Regions from separate parts of the Pan troglodytes genome. Here region 2 is linked to region 1. The links are chromatin contacts, called in public HiChIP or PLAC-seq maps. All regions are on one chromosome and are shown on one strand. Each heading gives the region's core, a stretch centred on a gene start, on an enhancer-like site or on the middle of the called end of the contact. The rest is flanking DNA. Distances are from core to core; before and after follow the strand shown. Region 1 holds the start of PHYHD1 (phytanoyl-CoA dioxygenase domain containing 1). Region 2 holds the start of ZDHHC12 (zinc finger DHHC-type palmitoyltransferase 12).

What was found. HiChIP or PLAC-seq counts read pairs in DNA pulled down with a chosen protein or histone mark.
Region 2: a contact with region 1 is called in an H3K4me3 HiChIP or PLAC-seq map of stem cell-derived excitatory neurons, with 5 times the contacts expected there. The contact joins the promoter of ZDHHC12 here to the promoter of PHYHD1 in region 1. A contact is called at or near these places in 1 of 7 Hi-C or Micro-C datasets (stem cell-derived neural progenitor cells) and 1 of 1 datasets of contacts at active chromatin or transcription factors (stem cell-derived excitatory neurons).

The regions. Positions count from the first base shown.
Region 1 is chr11:9,536,131-9,540,561 of NHGRI_mPanTro3-v2.0_pri, forward strand. It overlaps PHYHD1 (phytanoyl-CoA dioxygenase domain containing 1), which reads right to left and starts at 2,136. Exons shown (of 12, transcript XM_009457443.5): 1 at 1,450-2,136; 2 at 1,071-1,188; 3 at 762-835. The coding sequence starts at 794.
Region 2 is chr11:9,731,120-9,735,550 of NHGRI_mPanTro3-v2.0_pri, forward strand. ZDHHC12 (zinc finger DHHC-type palmitoyltransferase 12) reads left to right here and starts at 1,864. Exons shown (of 5, transcript XM_520297.8): 1 at 1,864-2,207; 2 at 3,626-3,762; 3 at 4,115-4,192; 4 at 4,384-4,431. The coding sequence starts at 2,108. LOC104008025 (a long non-coding RNA gene) reads right to left here and starts at 1,777. Exons shown (of 2, transcript XR_682449.5): 1 at 1,566-1,777.

The DNA of each region.
Region 1 (4,431 bases), core at 886-3,385:
ACAAAATTAGCCAGGTGTGGTGGCGCATGCCTGTAATCCCAGCTATTCGGGAGGCTAAGGTAGGAGAGTCATTTGAACCTGGGAGGCAGAGGTTGTGGTGAGCCAAGATTGTGCCATTGCACTCCAGCCTGGGCAACAAGAGCAAAACTCCGTCTCAATAAAAAAAAAAAAAAAAAAAAAAGAGCTGGGCATGCGGGCGAGTGCCTGTGGCAAGACCCCGTCTCCTCCCTACCCTCCCAAAAAAACCTGTCCAGCACTTGATTCGTGGTAGCTGTTGTAACAGACTTTGAAACAAAGCTTCTAGAGCTGTATACGAAAATATTAAGTCTCAGCGTGGGAATGTATGAGTGATTTTTTAAAAGGCTCTTGCACACTAATTCCCACGAGGTAGCCTTTTGTGATTGGACGAACATGGGCCCTCCTGGGCCCCTCGCAGGCCCCGCCCCCTCCTGGGCGCTGCGCCCCCCAACAGCGTTGCCGACTCCCGCCCAGGGCTGAACTGGTGGGTTCCGAGGCCTTATTCTCGTTTTTGGTCAAACACACACGTCCCCACCCCACCCCACCCTGGGTCCTGTGATCTAGACACCCAGGGCTATGTGTGAAGAAGTCAGGAGGGGTTGCGGTTGGGAACCCGCTCCTCTGGGCTTCAGTTTCGTCCTCGGTAAAATGGGGCAGGGGGTGGGTTGGGCACTGGGACTACTGAAGGTCCGGCAGGGACCCCCCCGCCATGACACTCCCGGCCCCGACTTGCAGCCTCCTACCTTCTGGAGCTGCGAGGGGCTCAGGCAGGCCATGGAGACACTCGGGGCACTGGGTGGTTTCTAAGCGCGGCCTCCTGGTGGGGAGGAGAAAGTTTAGGAGCCTGGGAGGACTTAACCCTTCCCTACCCGGAGAAAACCCGGTCCCACCACCCAACCCTCCTTCCCTAGACACAGCCAGATCAGCCTGTGACCTCCAGACTAATCTCCCCCACCCCCACAACTAATCCAGGATTTGCCCTTTCCCATCTCCAAGGATTTTATCTGCTTCCTCTGTGTTTCTTCTGGAAACCATCCCCCACCACTGCTTACCAGGTGCCGGGAAATTATGCTCTGAGAGGGTCAGGCCAAGCAGCTGGGCTGAGTCCCAGTCCAGGCGCCGCCATTCCCTGTAACTCTGAGGAACGCCTGCCTCTCTCTAGGCCTCAATCTGGATAGAATGGGATGCAGGGTTGGTCTGGGGGATGTGCGGCACCCCCCTTCCCCAGGTAATGGGCATTCCAAAGGTGGAAGAGGTCCTGGGGAGAACTATCTGGGCCCCTCCCAGCACCGATCTGAAACCCTCTCGGCCCTGGGAGGATTATGGAAGGGAATTAACGCACCCGTCTGCAGCTCAGAGGAAAGTAGGAGACATGGGGTATCTTAGTAGGAGGAAGGGGCTGAGAATAGAGAGATGCTTCCTGTTACCCACCCTCAGGCCCAAGATACTTGGCATCTCAAGTCGGGCTGGCACAGTGGAGCTGGGGTCAGAACAACACCTGCAGGCCGGGTGCGGCGGCTCGGGCCTGTAATCCCAGCACTTTGGAGGCAGAGGCGGGCGGATCACGAGTTCAGGAAATCGAGGCCATCCTGGCTAAGACAGTGAAACCCTGTCTCTACTAAAAATACAAAAAATTAGCCGGGTGTGGTGGCGGGCGCCTGTAGTCCCAGCTGCTCGCGAGGCTGAGGCAGGAGAATGGCGTGAACGCGGGAGGCGGAGCTTGCAGTGAGCCGAGATTGGGCCACTGCACTAGAGCCTGGGCGACAGAGCGAGACTCGGTCTCAAAATAAATAAATAAATAATAAATAAAAATACCAAAAACTAGCCGAGCATGGTGGCAGGTGCCTGTAGTCCCAGTTACTCGGGAGGCTGAGGCAGGAGAATCGCTTGAACCCAGGAGGCCGAGGTTGCAGTGAGCCGAGATCATGCCACTGCACTCACTCCAGCCTGGGCGACAGAGTGAGACTCCATCTCAAAAAAACAAAAACAAAAACAAAAAGAGAGAATAACACTTGCACACCACCACCCTTCTCAGCTTGCCCTGCTCAGCAGCTGGCAGGGCCACTCGCTGGCTCTGAAAACCGGCTGCTGCCTTCCCCAAAATGATGCCTTCTGAATGGCGAAGGGACAAAGTGTTTCAGGAGTGTGCATGGGGACACTGCTCAGCCCTCAAGAGCCTTGGCCTCGAGTCAAGTCATGTTTGCTGGGCCACCGCTCTGGGAGCTGCTGCTTGGTCCAGGCCGTCCAGGGGGCAGAGGGGAGCAGTAAATGCAGCTGAGGCTCCTGGTTCAGAGGGGTTAGGCTGGGTGAGGGGCAGGCAGATAACAGAACCACGAGGTTCACTAGAGGCAGGATGTGTTCCCAGCTGTCCTCAACCCTTCTGATGCAACTGCCCAACAAAGACAGATGCCTACCATGTGCCAAGAACACTGAGGTCCCCTCGGACTGGGCCAGCCATTCCCCTGGGAGCCCCCACAGAAAGCTTGTAGTAGAGACTCAGTGAAGCAGACTGTGTTTGCGTCCCAGATGTTCAGGCCTTACTTTCCCAGTCTGTAATTTGGGGCTAGCAGAAGGATCCCCTGTGAGCAGTAAATGAGATGAATGCTTCGCAGCTGATAAAGAGCTTGGCACCAGGCCTGGCGCTGAGTAAGTGCCTACCAACTGGTGAACAAGTTGTTCACCAAATGTTAGCAGGGGCTGTTCTGAGTGGAATATTATTTATTTATTTATTTATTTATTTTTTTAATTTTATTTTTTTTTTGAGACGGAGTCTCGCTCTGTCACCCAGGCTGGAGTGCAGTGGTGCAATCTCGGCTCACTGCAAGCTCCGCCTCCTGGGTTCACGCCATTCTGCCTCAGCCTCCCGAGTAGCTGGGCCTACAGGCGCCTGCCACCACGCCCGGCTAATTTTTTATATTTTTTAGTAGAGATGGGGTTTCACCGTGTTAGCCAGGATGGTCTCAATCTCCTGACCTTGTGATCTGCCTGCCTCGGCCTCCCAAAGTGCTGGGATTACAGGCGTGAGCCACTGCACCTGGCTGGGTGGAATATAATTTAAACAATTTTTTTGAGCTTCCAAAATTGCTGTTACAATCAGAGAGAAGACCACCACAGTGGTTTTAGGCAGAGTGGAGAGCCCTGGGTGGGTGGGGGAGGGGGATGGGAGAGGCCCAGCCTCCCACTAACTGTTCATTCTGCTCAACTTTGGGAAGTGGGTGGGCGGTGTTTCTACATGGTTTTTTCCAAATGTAAACCAGCTCCAGATCGAACTCTCCTGCTCCAGGCGCTGGACAGCCTCAAGGCCAGGGTGGGGGCGGGAGTGGGGTCAGGGGGTGGTGGGAAGGGTACCAAACTGGGGGAGGGACCTCCACCACGGAAACAGAAAAGAAGGCCCCAGCCCGGCAGTCACAGTCCAGCTGCTCAGCCTGTCAGCCCATGGCAGGGGGAGAAGAGGGAGGGAATCTTGGCTCAGGCCTGAGTTCACCTGGAGGGGTCAGAGTCCCCATGGAGGGAGGAGGGGTAGACTCTGGTCAGTTGTAGAGGAGGTGCCCAAGCAGCCACCCAGGCCTTATCACTAAGGTCAAAGTCAGATATGATTGCCTTTCTTCCTCACCCAGTCTCCTGCCGCAGGGCGCCCACGTTGGCCCACCACAAGGATCCTTGGTCTGGGTGGAAGATACAAGGCCATTTATTGGGTACTAGCAGCCAGGTCCTCCATCAAAAACCCCATCTACCTACATAATCGCCATTGTTCCTTGAACAGTCCTGCAAGTGTGCCATTACCTTCCTGATTTTACAAATGAGAAAACTGAAGCCCCACATCAAACACGGCAGAACTGGCATCTGGAAGCAGCTGTCTCAGCCTCTGCCCTTTACCACACTACCTCCAAAGGCCCCCAAAGGGGCTGGGAGCTGAGGCAGGCCTCCCCACAATGACTCTCAGCCCCACCTCTGTAGAACACTTGGGACTCACTGTTGGAATTGCAAGGGACCTTTGAGAGCACAGAGTGGAAATTCCCATTGTCCACATGGGGATACAGAGGCCACTGGAGAAGGGATCTGCCTAGCTTCATGCACATCCTGTCCCACGAAGCTGGGACAAAGGCCCAGGACTACTGGTTCCCATTCCAGTGCCCTCCTCTCCCATCCCCACCCATCAAAACTCATAAGGGGCCAAGCACGGTGGCTCATGCCTATAATCCCAGCACTTTAGGAGGCTGAGGTGGGTGGATCTCTTGAGCTCAGGGATTCGAGACCAACCTGGGCAACATGGCAAAACCCCGTCCCTACAAAAAATACAAAAATTAGCCAGCACGGCTGGGCGCAGTAGCTCACGCCTGTAATCCCAGCATTTTGGGAGGCCGAGGTGGGTGGATCAGAAGGTCAGGAGATCAAGACCAGCCTGGCCAACAT
Region 2 (4,431 bases), core at 614-3,113, 190 kb after region 1:
AGGGGGAAGATTGCCTCAGGTCAGGAGTTTGAGGCCATAGCGAGACCCCATCTCAAGAAAGCAGAAAACCAAAACCACAAAAAACATCAGTCACCTCTGCACAAACAGAAGTTTCAGTTGGTTCACACTGGGCTCTCCGCCCTATCAGTAGTATATTGTTAATTAAAATCTGGCCTTACTATTTGAACTAGTGTTGGGATGTTTGATACTAACTAGCACAGTGCCTAACCCACGGAAGCTTCAGAATTATGTGCTGAGTGGATAATGTGCTGGATGTCCCCACTGAGCACATCAGATCCTGCACCCAGTGCAGTAGTCAAGACTGAGCTGCAAATGACAGACACCCAACTCAAACATCTACTCAGGCTAGTCAAAGGTAGGAATTGGGGCCAGGCATGGTGGCTCACACCTGTAATCCCAGCACTTTGGGAGGCTGAGTTAGGCAGATCACTTGCAGTCAGGAATTCGAGACCAGCCTGGACAACATGGTGAAACCCTGTCTCTACTAAAAATACAAAAATTAGCTGGGCGTGGTGGCATGTGCCTGTAGCCCCAGCTACTTGGGAGGCTGAGGCAGGAGAATCGCTTGAACTTGGGAGGTGGAGGTTGCAGTGAGCCCAGATCGCGCCACTGCACTCCAGCCTAGGCAACAGAGTGAGGCTCTGTCTCAAAAAAAAAAAAAAAAAAAAAAAAAAAAAAAAAAAAAAAAGGTGGGAATTCATTGACTCTTGCAACCAGGGGATGCAGAGTCAGTATCAGCTTCAGGGACAGCCGGATCTAGAGGGCTCAGACAATGTTGTTCAGACCATCTCTTGCTCCCTCCTTTAGTGCTGCTTATCCATCTCTATGTGTCTTTATAAGTTGGTCTCATTTTCTCCAGCCACAGACAGGGTAAGCCCTCTCCACCCAGCGTAAAGATGGCTCCCAGTTGCCTTATATCCCATTCCTTAGGCTTGAGATCCAAAAGAATGCTCCTTCCTCTCAGCATCTAGACAGTAATCTCATGGAAGGCCTGTGATTGGTTCTGCAGAGTCGAAAGCCCACAGCCTGCCGCTCGCCATCCTATGGGGTGAGGGGCAGTCCCTCCAATCACATGGGATGGGAAGTCGATTCCCCAACCAAAAAAAGGATGTTGAGCTGAGAAAAACAACAGATGTCAGAGGAGTATCCCGGAGAAGCTGGGATGGGGCCAATCAGAGGGAGGCGGAGGAGGATGCTGGTATCAGTGGGAGGTGCTGTGGAAAGGCAGGGCTGAGTGGAGAAGGCCCTGGGGACACAGGGAAGGAGGACAGCCTGCAGCCTCCGGTGAGGAAAGTCCGCCTGTAGGTGGTGGCTCACAGCAGGAGAGGCAAGACAGTCCCGTGCTAGACAAGGCGCTTCCATTATTTAATCCTCCCAAACACCTTAGAAGGAAGACACTATTGTAATCCCCCTTATAGAGACAGAAAACAGCTCAGAGGGGCTCAGTAACTCGCCCAGGGTCACACAGGTAGGAAGGGGCAGTGCTGGGATTTCTGACTCCCGCCTAAGTTGGATCACCCATAGTCAGAATGTGCACCACGTACCTCGACTTTTCTCTCGTCCGTTTGCAATATCTGAGAATACATAGCAAGGAGGTAAAGCTGTCACCACAGAGCAACCTTGGGCGAGCCTTGGCCCTCTCGAGACTTTAGTCATCACATCTTTGAAATGGGTACAATTTTGCCTCCCGGACTCACGGCAAGCCGCTGGATCTTCGAAGCGCCCAGGGAGCTACGCGCATGCGCGAGGCTGCGGGGGCGGGCACAGGGGAACGCGGGGGAGGGCACAGGGGAGCGCGGGGGAGGTGCGCGCGCGCTCCGGCGCTTTCAAAAGTTACCTGGCGGGTGGGGCTGGAGTTGAGGGAGTTACCAGCTGCGCGCGCGCCGGCCCCACCCTCAGCCTCTTCAGGCACCTGTTGGCTTGAGGGTCGACTCGGCCGCAGATGCCATCCAATAGGCAGCCTCCCTGACCCAGTCCGGCCCCGCCCAACGCCTAGATCCACCAGTCCCCGGGCGGCCGCGTTCCCCTCCCTCGGAGGGCCCGCCCCTCTGGGCGCTTCTTCCGGGTGGGGCCCCGGGCCGAGGCGATGGCGCCCTGGGCGCTCCTCAGCCCTGGGGTCCTGGTGCGGACCGGGCACACCGTGCTGACCTGGGGAATCACGCTGGTGCTCTTCCTGCACGATACCGGTGAGCCGGACCCCGAGCGACCCCGGACCCACCCGATCCCGCGTACTTCCCCAGACGTTCTGGTCTCACTGGGTCTCCCGCCTAATCCCTGGAGATCCTGGGATTGGCCCGATCTCCGCCAGCTCCTGAAGCCCTCTCCCCATCTATCATTCCAAGAGCCACCTGCTCTCTGCCTGATACCCCGTTGATCCCTAATTAATCCCAGCATCTTCCTGATCATTGCCAAATGCCCTGTCCATCCCAGGACCCAGCCGGTGCCCACCAGATCCAAGGACCGACTTGAGCCCCATGTCCCCTGATCCTGGGACCCACATGATCCTTCCCAGGAACTGACCCCAAATCTTCCTATCCATACGATTAGGAGGCTCAACTAGATGCAAAGATTGGCATTCTGCCCACACCCACACCCTCCACACCCCCATGGCCACTAGCTGCCCAAGTCCAGGCAAACCCTCAGGCCAGAGAACACCCCATGGGGTGCGGCCTGTCTCCCATCTTCCCACAGATTCACCCACCCACCCACCTCCATTTCCCTCATTCCTCTTAGTAGCCCCCTACCCAGCGCCTCACCTGCCACAGGCAGCCTCCCCCACTGTCCCCCACAGCAGACCCCAGCCCTCCTTCCATGGCAGTCCAGCCTCAGTTTCTGGACTGGGGCCCCTTCTGGCTTTCCTCCCAAGACAGACCTCCTCCACCACCTTCACCCTTTAGCCTAAAAACTTGCTCAGGTCTCCGTATCAGAAAACCCCCCTCAAAACCCACCCTTTCTTCTCTGCTCCCCCTTACAACCAAGGGACACGGGATTTGTCTACACTCTGCTGTCTGGTGGTCTCATGCCCCCTCACTCCTTGCCCTGCACCCTACCTCCCCAAAATCCTGTCACCTCCCTGGGCTGAAGCCTGCTGGACCCTTCCTTATGCCCCTCTGCAGCATCTGAGCCTGCCAGCTGCACCCTTCCCACTGTATCTCTCTCAGGCATTTCAGACCTAACCAGTCTCTCACCATTGCAGAGCCAGAGACGCTGGACCCCTCCTCCCTCTCTCCCACATCCAGTCAGGTCTGGCTCCCTTCACCCAGCAGCCCCCTGTCCATTCCTTCCTCCCTCACTTCCTGCCAGGCCTTTGTAGCGACTCTCTTCTTCCTCCTGGCCAGATGCTCTGCCCTCAGGCTTCCCCTGATCCATTTCTTTAGCAATGAGGTTTTCCAAAACAGATCTGGCTCTATAACCTTCCATGGTTCCCTCTGACCCTCCAGATAAAGTGCAGATGAACTGCTGGCCACACACAGCCACTCATGGAACCAACATCTCCAGGCCTTTGCTCAGCCAGGAACACACTTCCCCACCTCCAACTGCACCCCAACCCCACCCACTCCTGTTCTACCCGGCCCAGCCTCACTGTGCTCTCCGGCCTCTCCAGAGCTGCGGCAATGGGAGGAGCAGGGGGAGCTGCTCCTGCCCCTCACCTTCCTGCTCCTGGTGCTGGGCTCCCTGCTGCTCTACTTCGCTGTGTCACTCATGGACCCTGGCTACGTGAATGTGCAGCCCCAGCCTCAGGTAACCAGGGGCCCCTACTCTCACCAACAGGGACCTAACAACCAGCACCAGTCTCCATGCCAGGCTCTGTGCTGCAGGCTCTTGTGGGAGCAGTTCAGTGACTCCTCTTGCCACCCCTAGAGCCCCATCTACAGTAGTGAGGAAACTGCTGGGCCCCAGAGAAGGAAGAGACTTGCAAACATCACACAGCCGCCCTCAGTCCAGGGTGCTCCGCCACACCCCACACCTCCATTCTGCATGGGATGGGTCCCAAACTCCATACCCAGAGCTAAGCCGGCCCCTAGGGGAGCTGCCCGCCAATGCCATCTGTCTCCCAAGGGGACCCTGTCTTACACCCCACCCCTCATTCCAGGAGGAGCTCAAAGAGGAGCAAACAGCCATGGTTCCTCCAGCCATCCCTCTTCGGCGCTGCAGATACTGCCTGGTGCTGGTGAGTGATGCACGGACACCCGTGGGAGAGGTTGGGCCAAAGCTGAGACTCCTCGACCTCCTCCTGCCCCACTGCCTGGGCCTCACCCCTCCTCCAAGAAGGCCTTCCAGAATCAGGCCCTGATTCCTTCCCTCAGTGGTGGGCCCACAGCAGGGCTGGCACTGAGCCTCCACTCTCCTCCATGCCCACAGCAGCCCCTGAGGGCTCGGCACTGCCGTGAGTGCCGCCGTTGCGTCCGC